5 separate regions of the Mus musculus genome follow, and regions 1, 2, 4 and 5 are each linked to region 3. Evidence: chromatin contacts called from public Hi-C and promoter capture Hi-C data. All regions are on one chromosome and are shown on one strand. The core of a region is the stretch at or near the end of the contact, and the rest is flanking DNA. Distances in the headings are between cores, read along the strand shown.

The links. Promoter capture Hi-C pulls out the DNA fragments that hold promoters and counts their contacts. Hi-C and Micro-C count contacts between places; a contact is called where the count stands out from the background.
Region 1: a Hi-C map of B cells shows a contact between it and region 3, with 9 read pairs. The contact joins the promoter of Zdhhc18 here to the promoter of Ldlrap1 in region 3. A contact is called at or near these places in 3 of 39 promoter capture datasets (hippocampal neurons, liver and neutrophils) and 1 of 484 Hi-C or Micro-C datasets (B cells).
Region 2: a contact with region 3 is called in a promoter capture Hi-C map of liver, with 2.8 times the contacts expected there. The contact joins the promoter of Nudc here to the promoter of Ldlrap1 in region 3. A contact is called at or near these places in 2 of 39 promoter capture datasets (liver and pre-B cells).
Region 4: a contact with region 3 is called in a Hi-C map of B cells, with 7 read pairs. The contact joins the promoter of Eloa here to the promoter of Ldlrap1 in region 3. A contact is called at or near these places in 1 of 39 promoter capture datasets (pre-B cells) and 1 of 484 Hi-C or Micro-C datasets (B cells).
Region 5: a contact with region 3 is called in a promoter capture Hi-C map of liver, with 2.4 times the contacts expected there. The contact joins the promoter of Gpn2 here to the promoter of Ldlrap1 in region 3. A contact is called at or near these places in 2 of 39 promoter capture datasets (liver and pre-B cells).

What each region holds. Positions count from the first base shown.
Region 1 is chr4:133,632,091-133,634,790 of GRCm38.p6, reverse strand. Zdhhc18 (zinc finger, DHHC domain containing 18) reads left to right here and starts at 1,362. Exons shown (of 8, transcript NM_001017968.2): 1 at 1,362-1,712. The coding sequence starts at 1,402.
Region 2 is chr4:133,544,642-133,547,341 of GRCm38.p6, reverse strand. It overlaps Nudc (nudC nuclear distribution protein), which reads left to right and starts at 1,315. Exons shown (of 8, transcript NM_010948.3): 1 at 1,315-1,537. The coding sequence starts at 1,457.
Region 3 is chr4:134,766,648-134,769,347 of GRCm38.p6, reverse strand. Ldlrap1 (low density lipoprotein receptor adaptor protein 1) reads left to right here and starts at 1,344. Exons shown (of 9, transcript NM_145554.2): 1 at 1,344-1,532. The coding sequence starts at 1,448.
Region 4 is chr4:136,020,379-136,023,078 of GRCm38.p6, reverse strand. Eloa (elongin A) reads left to right here and starts at 1,430. Exons shown (of 11, transcript NM_013736.4): 1 at 1,430-1,528. The coding sequence starts at 1,454.
Region 5 is chr4:133,583,041-133,585,740 of GRCm38.p6, reverse strand. Gpn2 (GPN-loop GTPase 2) reads right to left here and starts at 1,368. Exons shown (of 5, transcript NM_133884.2): 1 at 872-1,368. The coding sequence starts at 1,282. It overlaps Gpatch3 (G patch domain containing 3), which reads right to left. Exons shown (of 7, transcript NM_172876.2): 6 at 2,632-2,700; 7 at 1,499-2,122. The coding sequence ends at 1,909.

The DNA of each region.
Region 1 (2,700 bases), core at 113-2,612, 1.1 Mb after region 3:
CATCACAGTGGTTAAGAGTACTTGCCGAACAATCATGGGTGCCCCAGTTCAGACCCCAGCATCTACCTAACCATTTAGGTATCTTACAGTGAACTTCGGCTCTGAAGGATCTGAGACCTTCTTCAGGCCTCCATGCATACGTAGGCCTGCCCTCTCGGTCTCCCCACGTGCACGTTCAGTCACACAAACACAAATGATCTGTCTTAGGGCAGGTGGAGCAGCTCAGTGCTAGAGACAGGGGTTGCCCAGCTGGTGAGGTCCTGGGTGGGATACTCAAGTATCCCAAAAGCAAAACAATCCCTGTTCTTTTGTTTTGTTTTTCGAGACAGGGTTTCTCTGTGTAGCCCTGGCTGTTCTGGAACTCACTCTGTAGACCTGGCTGGCCTCGAACTTAGAAATTCGCCTGCCTCTGCCTCCCAAGTGCTGGGAGTAAAGGCGTGGGCCACCATAGCCAGCTAGCAATCCCTGTTTTCACAAATGGATGCTAAACTCTCCTTGTCAGGTTCAGGAAGTGCACAAGTCCTTCAGAGAAACCTCGCTGGTGAGCCACTGCAATGAGCTCTAGTAACTTTGGGTGGAGTTTCAGCAAAACTCCCAGGCCTCCAGTCACATCACGAGAAATAAGTTCCACCATCAACTTGAATGGTTTGCAAGGAGGCTGGACCCCATTTGCTCCAGATAAGACTGCCTGATTTAGCCCTATGAGCTTTGGGGGTGATGCATGTAAAAGAATTTGCTAAAATATTTCTGGACTTCCGACCTGAGTCCTAGAAAATATAGTGTGCGCGTGTGTGTGTGTGTTTTCAGCTGAAACAGGGACTCACTTGTAGCCCAGCTCGTTGCAAATTCACCTTGGACCTTGGCCTGAAGGTCCTTGAACCCTACTTGTCTCAGTCACCAGGAGTTAGCCCACCCCAGTTCCTGGTTGGTTAGGTCTGTTGTGAAAACACCCACCTGAAAAAAGTTTGGGGCCCTTAGGCATGATCTCCATTTGGGGATTATCTAGAACCCAGGGTTGAACCTAGGACAGCAGGGAGGGAAAGACTAAAGGATATTTCACTCACACCCCTTTAGACACTCGGAACTTTCAAAGCACCCTTACCAGCTTGCCCTCAGAGGTGGGCGAGCCTGGAGTGCCTGAGCTGTCCCCTGAATCTCTGACTCCTAAGGCAGGGTCTGAGAGCACCGGCAGCTGAGGGAGCCCTGGAGGCCGCATCTGCAGAGCCCGGGCTGGGCGCAGGAGGCGCTGCGGAGCGAGCCGGGGGCGGGGCGGCAGCGGAGAGGCCAACCCGAGCGAGCCTGCCTGCCCGCCCGCCAGCGCCGCGCGCGCCGCCGCCACCTCCGCTGCTCGGCCCGGTCCCGGAGCGGCCGGGCGCGGAGCCGAGGCCCGCGGCCGGCCGCATGAAGGACTGCGAGTACCAGCAGATAAGCCCCGGGGCCGCCCCGCCGCCCGCCTCCCCCGGGGCGCGTCGCCCCGGCCCCGCCGCGCCCCCTGCTCCAAGCCCCGGGCCCGCGCCTGGCGCGCCGCGCTGGAGCGGCAGCGGCAGCGGCAGCGGGAGCCTGGGCCGCCGGCCCCGGCGTAAGTGGGAGGTGTTCCCGGGCCGCAACCGCTTCTACTGCGGAGGCCGGCTCATGCTGGCCGGCCACGGCGGCGTCTTCGCGCTCACGCTGCTGCTCATCCTCAGCACCACCATCCTCTTCTTCGTCTTCGAGTGAGTTCGCCCACCCCCACCCCGGCACTGCGTCCCCGGCCGCCGCTCCTTCCCCGCCCGCATCCGTGAGCCCTCGGGCCTCCGCCCGCCGCCCCGGAACCCCGGAACCCCTTCTCGCCACCCGGACCTTGGGTGCCCCGCCCGGGTCACCAGCTTTTGCCGGGTCCCTCAGGTCCACCTGCGGTCACTCACTGGCTGGTTCTTGCCTATCCCAGGCTCTTTCTGACCCTTCTAGGCGTCTTTCATTCCTGTCCTCAGACAAGTAAGTTTTTGTGTCCTTTGGCTGTGGACACCCTACCATGAATTTTTCTAGGCGTCCTCTCAAGTCCCTCCAAGGTTCTACAGGGTCCTGGCTCCCACACCCGCTTTCCCTCAGTCATGGTCACCCTAGGCCCGGAGGCAGTCCTCCCTAAAGCATCTCTGGGCCTCTCAGACAGGCCCTTCTCTCTCCAGCACTTTCCTTAGTTTCTCCAAAGCTTCTTCCCGACGCTCTCTTAGCTCCCTAGTCCTCTAGGTGTCTCCCACCCTGCCCTGTCTCTTTCCCCTCCGGACACTCTGCATCCCTCGGTGGCGGTCCACCACCGGGACAGCGGGCGGCATCAAGATCCTTTTCAGGAAAGAGACCTGAGTGCTTTCACACGGCCTGTCTTATTTGCCCCTATGGGCTTCTGACCTTTTCCCAGTGACCTAGGGTTGGCCTACACTGTAGCTCCGTTTTAGGACTGAAGGATGGAGGAGTGGCTGCTTATAGTTTTCTCGGGCCACTCATGCATCCAAAGTTTCCACCCACCCTCAGCCTCTAGCTGGAGTCACTTGCCCTGTGACTCCTTGAGGGCACATACACCCCCACTTGAACGCACCCGGGGTGAGTCCCACCTTTCCCTCCTACTTCTTCCTATTGGTTTCTTTTATTATTCATTATGGTTAAGAACTCCATCTCTGGCTCCAGTCCCAGCTCCACCTCCCACTAATTGTGTGGCCTGCAGGC
Region 2 (2,700 bases), core at 66-2,565, 1.2 Mb after region 3:
TTCTCTGTATAGCCCTGGCTGTCCTGGAACTCACTCTGTAGACCAGGCTGGCCTCGAACTCAGAAATCCACCTGTCTCTGCCTCCCAAGTGCTGGGATTAAAGGCACCTGCCACCACTGCCTGGCTTGTACTAGGGTTTCTTTTGCTGTGATGAAATACTATGACCAAAAACAGATTGGGGAGAAAAAGGTTTATTTGGCTTACATTTCCACATATTAGTCCATCTTTGAAGAAAGTAAGAATAGAAACTCAAACAGGGTAGGAACCTGGAGGCAGGAGCTGATGCAGAGATCATAGAAGGTGTTGCTTCCTTATAGAACTCAAGACCACTAGCCCACAGATAGCCCCACCCACTGTGGGCTGACCTTCTCCATCAATCACTAATTAAGAAAACACCCTACAGGTTTGCCTACAGAAGGATCTTAAGGATGCATTTTCTCAATTGTGGCACCCTCCTCTCTGCTGACTCTAATGTCAAGTTGATATAAAATTAATCAGCACAGCTTCTAACATGGAGATGACCCAGACCAGCTCTCAGAGACCTCAATCTGATAGAAGGAACCTGCTCTTTGGGAGTGACGTTCAACCCTTAAGAGTTCCTATTCCAAGGTGTGAGATAGCCAGGCTCTCTGGAAAAGTTAATGTAATAATCTTGTAACAGTATAGCACTCTCAGGTTTACAAAGTAATAAATAAATGTACGCGCCGGCGGTGGGGAATCTTCAGGCTATACAAGCCTGCATGCAATCTCAGTGCTTGGAAGTGAAGGCAGGCAGGCCAGGAACACAAGTTTGTCTTTGCCTTGGATACACGGGGCATGTCTCAACAAAACAAAACAAGCCATCACCTCTGCCGTCAACAGCAACGACAAAACAAACAAACAAAAAAACAGAAAAACTAAGGATTTTCAGACAGTAATGAAAGAGCATTAATCCTAGTGCAAACAGTTTGTAAAACTGTTCTACTCAAACTACAGTTTTGTGCTCTTTTCTTAAACGTCTAGTAGGTTGACCCTTTGGTGAGTGCTTTCTTCCTGAGTCTTAACTGCGGCTTGTAGGAGGAGAAGGCTAACAGTATCACTTGATCAAAACTTCCAGCCCTATTAAGATGTGAGCTCAGAGCTTTCTAGAAAGCTCCCAGGTATCTGGTGACCATAGCAACTCAAGCCAAACTCTGCGGCAGCGAGCCCCGCCCACTGCCTTGGGACCGCGACTGTTGATTTGCTCCTCGGCTTAGCCAATGGCCAGAGAAGCGGGTTGTGTTCCGGGAGCTCAATGGGCACCGATGGGCGGGGAGGCGGGAAGAAAGCCGGGAAGGGCGAACCCGCACGGCCGGGCGGCTCCTGCGTGTTTCCGGCTCCGCTGCGGAAGGCTAGCGAGGGGAGCCGTTGGGCCCGCGCGAACCGTGGGGAGCGCGGGCATCGCAGAACGCGAGTGCGGAGCTCGGGGCGCAGCACGATGGGAGGGGAGCAGGAGGAGGAGCGCTTCGACGGCATGCTGCTGGCCATGGCGCAGCAGCACGAGGGCGGCGTGCAGGAGGTAAACGACGTGGCCCGCGCCGCAGCCCTTCTCCGCGGTCGGCCGAGACCTCCCCCACCCCGGCCGCGCGGGTCCCCGGGTCCCCGCGTCCCAGCTTCCGGTCTGCCCAGCCCGCGAGTGAAGTCTCGCTCCAACGCCGTCAGCGCCCTGCACTTAGCCCCCAAGAGCAGTTTTCGTTGTCCCAGAGTGACCCCAGAGCTTCCGCACCCACTCTGCGCTCCACGGGTGTTTCTGCTTTCATTTTAATGGTTACTGTGTAGAGCATCCCTAATGGTGGTTACTCTTTAGAGCATCTCTGGGCCGACTCTTCTCGATATGATCTGCATCTTACCCAAAGTGGAGCCTGCCTATCAATACTGTGTAGGGTAGTGAGAGCCCGGGGGGGCGGTTAGCACGTGGTCTCTTTATACTTGAAAGTATACTGACTGAGGAAGTGAGCCGGAGACCTGTAGGTTAAGCTCCCTCCTGGTTTATCCTCAGTTACCTCGTCTGTGAGGTGAAGCTTAGGAATATCAGTTCCTGTTGTTTTTTTTTCTTGAGTCAGGGTCTTGCTCTATATCCCTGGCTTACGCAGAACTTGCTATATAGACCAAGTGACTTCCAAATCAGGGTTATTCTTCCTCTGTCTTCAGAGTGCGGGAACTTGGATATGGGCCACCCTGCCTAGCACCTAAGTACTTGTCATTGTCGTGTACCAGACACATAATAAGACTGGGTCCTGGGGATGCAGACACGGAAGAGACTAGGCTTTGCATTTGGGGAATTTGTTGAGGGTTTCTTGCTTTAAAAAATTATTTGGAGCCGGGTGTTGCTTTAATCCCAGCACTCAGGAGCCAGAGGCAGGTGGATCTTTGAATTTGAGGCCAGCCTAGTCTACAGAATGGGTTCTAGTACAGCTTGGGCTACACGGAGAAGCCTTGTCTCAGAAAAAAAACAAAACCAAAGAAATTTATTATTATTATTATTATTATTATTATTATTAGTAGTAGTAGTAGTGTTTGTGACAGGACAGTTTTAAGGGGCCAGTTTATTCCTGCCACCAGTATCTGGGTTTTTAGGGTTGAGTTGCTAGGATTTTGAGGCAGTCAATTTTACCCAGTGATTCATCTTGCTGGTCAGGATAAGATGGTGCGTGACTGGAGTCCTAGCACTGGGGAGGAAGA
Region 3 (2,700 bases), core at 95-2,594:
TCCCACTGAGGCATCACTCTCTGACTCTTGGGGAACCACAGGTATGTCGTGTCTCCTGCTGTAAAGGAGGCTATGGCTGGCTGTACTGTCCACTCAGGCGGAGCACTTGGAACAGACAGGAGGTTTAGAAAGAGTGGAATGTGAGCCAGGCCTCCTTGGGCAGCTAGAGCACACAGCATGTGTGTCTCCCAGCCAGAAGAGATCTGCTGGCTTCTGAAACTAGCCAGAGGTCACAGCTGCGCTGCTGAAGCCCAGCTTCTGGAAGCCAGGTAGTGAACGCCAGACTCCTTTGGGCACAGTCTGAACCAAGGGTTAGCGGGTTTTTTGGTTTTTTGTTTTGTTTTCTTGGTTTTTTTTTAATAGTTAGAATTCTTTGTTATTTGGGTTTTCTGAGACAAAGTTTCACTCTATACCCCAGGATGCCTTGGAACTTGCAGGAATCCTCCTGCTTCAGCTCCATGAGCGCTATGATTACCGGTCTGAGCCATCGCTCCTGGCTCTAGAGTTAAATTACCAGCTTCCTGGGGCTGGAGCAGGTGCTGCCTTGGAAACAGGCTAGAGCAAGGCTACACACCGAGGGCCTGCCCAGACAGGCCGGTGGGTGCACTACAGATAGGATCACGCTTCATTTGACAGATATCATGACTCAGAGCAGGGAAGGACAGCCTGGGTCACACAGCATGCCTGAGTCTGCGTCTAAGGTTGCAATGTCCCTGAGACTGTGGGGGCAGAGGACAGCTAAGAAAGCTGCTAAGGGCATCTACCAATACACTCCCGATCCTTCCCAGCAAAATTCGCGGCCTTCATTCCCTCGTTCAAAGACTCCCATTGCTTTGGTGCGCCCCTCACTCATATTTATTTAATTATTTACATTTATTTTGTGTATGTAAGCAATGGGGGAGGTGCCACTGTTAGCGCCAGGAGGTCAGAGGACAATTTGCAGGAGTTGATTCTCTTCTTCTACCGTGTTGTCTCCGGGATCATTGTCAAGCTTGGCGGCAAGTGCCTTTATCCACTCGACCCTCTCCTTCCCATCTATCGTTTTTTTCTTTCTCTTATTTTTGAACAAGACCCTTATCGTTCTACCTTTCACTCTTCCCATCGGTGAAACGGTATCCAGGTGCCTTTTAGCTGAGCTATCTAGAAGGCCATGGGATCCCGTAGCTAGAGAACGGGGAAAGGCGCTGGGCTGGGAGCCTTGGTGGGTTCTGAGTTTAGGAACACCGCGCGTGCAGCCTCGGAGCCGGTCCAGGTCCGGGAAGGGCGGGGTTGCGCTCTAGGGGCGTGGCGGTGGGCGTAGCCCCTCCGGCCCCGCCCCTAGACGTCGCGGGGAGGGCGGGGGAGGAGCGCAGCGGGCGCGCGCCGCCTGGCCCGGCGGAAAGTTTTCCTGGAGGAGTTTTGGCGGCGGTAGCGGCGTCAGTGGCGGCGGCGACAACCGGAGCGGGCCATGGACGCGCTCAAGTCGGCGGGGCGCGCGCTAATCCGGAGCCCCAGTCTGGCCAAGCAGAGCTGGGCGGGCGGCCGGCACCGCAGTGAGTGTATGCGCCCCGGGTCGGGCCTCCGCCGAGCTCCGGGCCAAGGTGGACTGGGTGGCTTCGTCCCGCCCCGCGCGGCGGGGCCGGGGGTCATGTCCGGCTGCACGTCTGGGGCAGGTCGACAGGGATCAGGCTTAACTCGGGGTCCCCAGGTGTGGCGCGAAGGGGACGTCTAGAGCCTCTCTACCCACTCCAGCACAACCTACAGGGTCCCCTCTGGACGCTGGAGTTTCGCAGGTCCCTGCCTCGAGGGGCGATCCCAGCCCGGGTGCCATTCAGGGTCCCGCTTCCTCCCCTCTGGACGCGTCCAGGTGGCGAGGCTGGAGCCCAGGCTATTTACAAACCCTGTTTTCCTCCGTACTTTTCCTTGGGGGCTGGTCCGAGTCCCTGGGCACCTAGGCAAAAGGCAGACTCAGACTCGCTGCCATTTCTCCCGGGAGTCTGGAAGGGTGGAGAGGAGCCTCCCCCAGCCACCTCTCGGGTTACTTTCGGAGAGCCGTCACCTGGCACCCTCCCCCGAGGCCTGAGAAACCTAGCTTAGGTCCCTCCTCCCTTTTCATTCGCGTGGGATGATCACCCAGGCCTTCCCTTTCTGATGTGAAGCCAAAGTACCCGGGCTCGCGGCACACCCTCACCTGCCACCTACCTGGGGCCCCCCACCTCTCCCACTAACAGTACCCCCTCCCCGCCCCCAGCTTCTCGTCAGCACCTTCCCTTGCCGGGCTCCACCAGGGGAGCCCGAGTTTCCTAGTCCCTGGAGCGCCAGCGTGTCTGGGCCTCGGGAGCCCGCCCTGCCCCTCCTCATTCCCACTGTGGTGTTCCAGTTGTGGGCTCCTCCTAGCCCTGACTGGCATCGGGAACGCGTGCTGGTGCCTACTGGCGGGGGTGGGGTCAGAGGCCCCTTGGGCAGGGCATGTACTGACTTCCACACTTAACTACCAAAATAGCCCTTCAAAAATTCGTGGGATGTGACCAGGGCTTCTGAGTGTGACCTTCTCTTCCAGTGGACGAACCCTGTGGTTTTTCTACTGGGACAAGAGAGAGAAGGGTGGGTGGGGAAGAGGTCTGAAGGGGAGGGAGCCAGGAAGCAGGGGATGAATCTAGGGCATCAGGGTACATTTTGGATGGTGAGAAGTTTCCCTTCCAGCTCCAGCCTTAAGGCCGA
Region 4 (2,700 bases), core at 181-2,680, 1.3 Mb before region 3:
ATATAGCTCAGGCTATATAACTAGTTCCAGGGTAGCCAAGGCTACCTACTGAGACAATGCCTCAACATTTATTCTTTCTTATTTAAAAGATTTATTTTTGGCATTCACCTTTAATCCCAGCACTTGGGAGGCAGAGGCAGGTGGATTTCTGAGTTCAAGGCCAGCCTGGTCTACAAAGTGAGTTCCAGGACAGCCAGGGATATACAGGTTTTTTGAGACAGGGTTTCTCTGTGTAACTCTGGTTGTCCTGGAACTCCCTCTGTAGACCAGGCTGGCCTTGAACTCAGAAATCCACCTGCCTCTGCCTCCCAAGTGCTGGGATTAAAGGCATGCATCACCACTGCCTGGCTCTTTTCTTTTCTTTTTTTCTTTTTTGGTTTTTCGAGACAGGGTTTCTCTGTATAGCCCTGGCTGTCCTGGAATTCACTTTGTAGACCAGGCTGGCCTTGAACTCAGAAATCCTCCTGCCTCTACCTCCCGAGTGCTGGGATTAAAGGCGTGCACCACCACGCCCAGCGGCTCTTTTCTGACAGAATCTCATGTAGTTCAGTTTGGTTTTTAATATATTATGACTTTTTATTCATTATGATTTAATTTATTTTTAAATGGAGCCAGGTGGTGGTGGCATACAACTTTAATCCTGGCCCTTAGGACGTAGAGGCAGGTGGATCTCTGTGAGTTTAAGGCTAGCTTCGTCTACAGAGTGAGTTCCAGGACCTCCAAGGCTACACATAGAAATCCTTTTTGAGAAAAGAAATAAAAAGAAAGAGAGAAAGAAAGAAAGGAAAGAAAGAAAGAAAAGAAAAGAATGTCACATGAACAGTCTAATAAAAGGGGCTGCTCTCTGATTTTGCAGACAAGGTGGTTAATAATGTGTTATTATTTTTATTTCTAGTGTTTCAAATTGCCTTGAAACCAGACAGCCTGGATTGCTTTCCCAAAATTACAATACCGTTAAGTTACTTTAAAATTACACGATTTCTTTTATTGCGAGGGTGTGTCACAGCTTGCAGGTGGAAGTCAGATAATTTACCTGAGTCAGTTCTTTCCTTCCACTCCAAGGGTCCCTGGAGCCGCGTCGGACCCTGATCACTGACTCCACCCACCCTTAGGCGAAAACGAGCGTATGACTGGAAAGGCGGTGCGTGAGAGTTAAAGCCAGAGTTTGGCTTGCAGAATACAGGCTTGGGGGCGTGGCTGGTTGCGTGGCTCTGGGTTGGGCGTGTCGGGGGCGTGACCTGTGCTGTATTCGACAGATCGCCGTGATATAGTGGGCGTGGTCTGGCGCGGGGGCGGGTCCTGAGGCCTTCCACACATACACACACCCCCAGCGGAGGCCCGGAAGGGACCATTCGCGCTTCCGTCTCCGCCGGGCCCTCACGGAGGGCGGAGTTGCGGCCCGAGGACGCGACGCGAGCCCAGTTCCGGCGAGGAGGCCGCGCCAGTGACAGCGATGGCGGCGGAGTCGGCGCTCCAAGTTGTGGAGAAGCTCCAGGCGCGCCTGGCTGCGAACCCGGACCCCAAGAAGGTGAGCGGCGGGCGGGCGGGCGGCGCGGGCGGGCGTTGGGCGCGGCGCGGGCCCTGTAACGGTCGCGGGCAGGGCGCAGTGGGGTTCTCCTCCGACCCGGAGCCAGGCCCCACGGAGCGGCGCGGGGCAGTGGGGAGTTCGCGGCCGGCGGGCGCACCCCGGCTGGGGGCTGAGGACTGGAGGGGCGGCCGGGCCTTGCGGCTCTCCCCGGGGTTCGGGCAGCCGCGCCAGCTGTTTCCCCGTTGCAGCCGAGCGACTCCGTCCGCTGCTTGGGGGTCCTGCGGCTCGAGGACCCCTGTGCTGTACCCTGCCCTTTAGCCGAGAAAACGGGGAACGCCTTGGGGTTTTTCGAGCTCTGCTCCTGGAGCTCGGGTCCTGGATGAGGGCGTGAGCGTGTTAACTCCGCTCTGACATACTGGAAGGTGGGACCAGGCTGTGATGAGCAACCATGTTTAATTGCACTTAACTACTTTGTTGCTCCTTTTTAGAAACTGTTACTTTTTAAATACATTGTATCCCCTCGCGGTCCCCCGGGTGTCTAGGCTTCTCTGAGCTCTACGAAGAGGGTATGGTGGGAATTAGAATCGTTTTCACTGTAGTCTCTAGCCGAAAACACCAAAGGGTGTGACATGGCTTGTCAGCATTCTAGCCTGGGCCTGAGGTTCCTAAAAGGTGAAGTGTCCAGCGAGCTGAGTGGAAGAGGAAGTGGTGGAGGGAGACAGCGAGCGGACTTACACATGCAATCTAGGTTCCTAGCCAGCACCAGCTCGGGACTTTGGAGGAGTTCTCTGCTCGACCTGTCCCTTCTCTAGTTTCTTCCTGAAATACCAGCTAGACCCAAGTGCTCTTTATAAGTGTTAATCACCATCAGAATTTCCAGTCAGGGACCCCATTCACTCTTCTTGTTCCTAGTTGGGTCACTACCTCTCAACCTCCGGGCCACTTTTTAACTACCCTCCTTTAGCTCAGAGATACACTTCTTCAGAAGCTGTTGTTATAAGTCAGCGAAAACGTAAATGTTTCAATTGTCTTGTGTTTTACTTTCTTTGGAGGCCTTGGGGACCTTTGGTCAGACATATTTACAAGTTCTTTTTACAATAACCCTTTGTGGGCATCTAATAAATGGTCATTATTTCCAAGTCCCAGATTGTCTTTCTGAACACTATAAGATT
Region 5 (2,700 bases), core at 119-2,618, 1.2 Mb after region 3:
ATTCCTTCCTTAGTACTGTTCTATTCCTTCCTTAGTACTGTTTTATTCCTTCCTTAGTACTGTTCTATTCCTTCCTTAGTACTGTTCTATTTCCTGTTCATGTGCCTGCTTGAGACAGGGCTTGATGGCCCAGAACTCTTTCTGCCTCCACACCACATTGCTGGGGTTACAGGCCTGAGATATTTTCCTGCCTCTTGTTCTTAATTTTTTTTTTCCAAGACAGGGTTTCTCCGTGTAGTCCTGGCTGTCCTAGAACTCACTCTGTAGACCAGGCTGGCCTCGAACTCAGAAATCAGCCTGCCTCTGCCTCCCAAATGCTGGGATTAAAGGCGTGCACCACCACCGCCAGGCAACTTAATTTAAATTTAATAACATCATGTCCTCCTCCAAGAAGATAGGGGGCAATTTTACCATTTTGTCCTTCCTACTATTCTGGGGACCAAACCCAGGGACTGTGGCCTCTGCTTGTTAGACAAGTTCTCTACCACTGAGCTAATCTCCAACACCTCTTCCAAGGTCTCTTGCACAGTTCCTGCAGTGGACAAAGGGTTCAAATCACACTGCACCTACCTCTCTACTCTTTCATCACACTTCTGAACACCAACTAACCAATCACTAAGCCACTTTCTGTGTAGTCACTTCCACTGTTTTTAAAATTGGGAACTGTCACATTCATTTTAGAGATGACAAAACTGAGTGAAAGGACTTTCCAAGACCATGAAATGAGTTGGGGCCGAGCTAAAATTCTATCTCAGAGGCTTTAGTTCTGCTTCAAACTTAACTCAGCCGCTATCTCCCAATGTAACTTGGGGGCGTGGCACCTATCCGCCTCCCGGTCTCAGGGATTCCTTCTGCCCGACCCGAGACACACCCTGAGGTCCCACTGGGCCATTTGGGAGAAGATGCTGCGTAGGGCGGTGTGGTGCGTGCAGAGCTCCACCTGGCCGGGGCAGTCGAAGAGAAAGTAGTGGCCTCGCAGGGGCTCCAGCTTGGCGCGCAGCCAGTCCAGGTTGGCTTCCAGGTACTCCATGCAGTAGAGCAGGCCACCGTTGGGCCCCAGGCGCAGCGCGTCCATCACGTCGCCCAGCCCCACCAGCTCGCCCACGTCCACCGCACACTCGTAAGGCAGTCCGTCGTTAGCGGGGTCCAGGTTCACCACCGCCACGCGCCGCCCCAGAGCGCGCAGGAACTCACTCATGCCCAGGCAGTACGTGGTCTTCCCCGAGCCCGGGGGCCCGATCACTGCCTGCCCGAAGGCCGTAGTCGGGGCGGCCCCCGCCATGGGTGGAGCTGGCAGCCCACGGGCGCCTCACCAAGTAAACTCAAGCAGAAAAACGAACAAACTACCCGGCAAGGAAGGGAAAAGTTCCGACTTCCGGATTCCGCCGGAACTTGTCTGGAGAGGAAGTCCCACCCACACGGCCACGGCATAGGCTGTGGTCACGCAACCGCACACCTCCGGTTTTAAGATTTCCCCAGGCTTCACTAAGGCAGATCTCCATGCCGGGTAAACTGGTTTATTCTCGCACCGATCCGTCTCTAGGCAGAGGGTAGACGTGGTAAGGGACCGCGACGCTCTCTGGATCAATTCTCTGGTCCCCTTTCCCAGCTTCACGGAGCTCTTCAGACAACCCTCAAACCCGACTGGACGGTGCCACAGGCAGTCCAGATCTTCACTGTTCTGGGCAAACCCAAACAAGCACTAGGGCCTGGAGACCAAGGGAAGGCCTTTAGGCACAAACACCCCAGGAGACGGAGGGGCTTTTGGTGATATCATCTTTGAGGTAGAGAAACTGGGCATGCTCAGGGCTGCTCCCAGGCTCTGGGCTGCTTCTCAGGTCCACAGGGCAAGATCCAGGCAGAGGGCTAAGTCCCTGCCGCAGAGTGATCCTGACCAAGGACATAGGCTCACTCGGGCTCAGGTCTGTCCAAGGCACAGCTAGAACCCTTCACAAAAGTCATATCTGTCCGAAACTTCATGCTGGTGGGTGGCTGGCGCCGGAGCAAGGTCTCCCCCTGGTCTTGGGGCAGAGGCTCATCATAGATGGTGGAAATGAGCCCCAAGCCAGTTCGACGGGGCCTCTTCAGTTGCCTAAATGGCTGTAACTTCTCTCCATGGTATCTGGATAAAACAGAGCTCTTGGTGAGAAGGCTGCTCTCTTCAAAGCCCAGTAAAGAGGTTAGCAAGAGACAGGAAGTAATTACTACATATCTGGTTTGTTCTATCAGAGCGGTCTCATGCTCATAGCACAAGAACCCGGGGCAAGGACACACTCACTCCTGAGCCACACCTCCAGCACCAAAGACAAAGCATTGTCTCCAAATTCTGCTCTCCAGCCTCTGGAGAGGAGTGTCAACTATCAGGGACCTGGGAATTTTCATTTCCACAACAGACTCCCTTATGAAGCCAAAACCCAGACTTGAGGAAATGACTTCCCTGAGGGCCCCGTGATCCTTTAAGTTGTAGGATTGGGTTTAAAATGAAAATAAGGACAGTGTCATCTATTTCTACACCTGCTGTGAAGCTGTTCATTTAGAGGGGCCCACACCCACCTCAAAACAATGGCAAGAGGGAAAGCAGACAGCAGCACAGCTGGACAATGGCCTAGGGAGCCCCTCAGGTGCACTCACCCCAAGCCGCGCTTGCATCTAGGATGCTGGCCATCTCCATCCAGGGCCTCAGGCACCCCGGAGCACCTG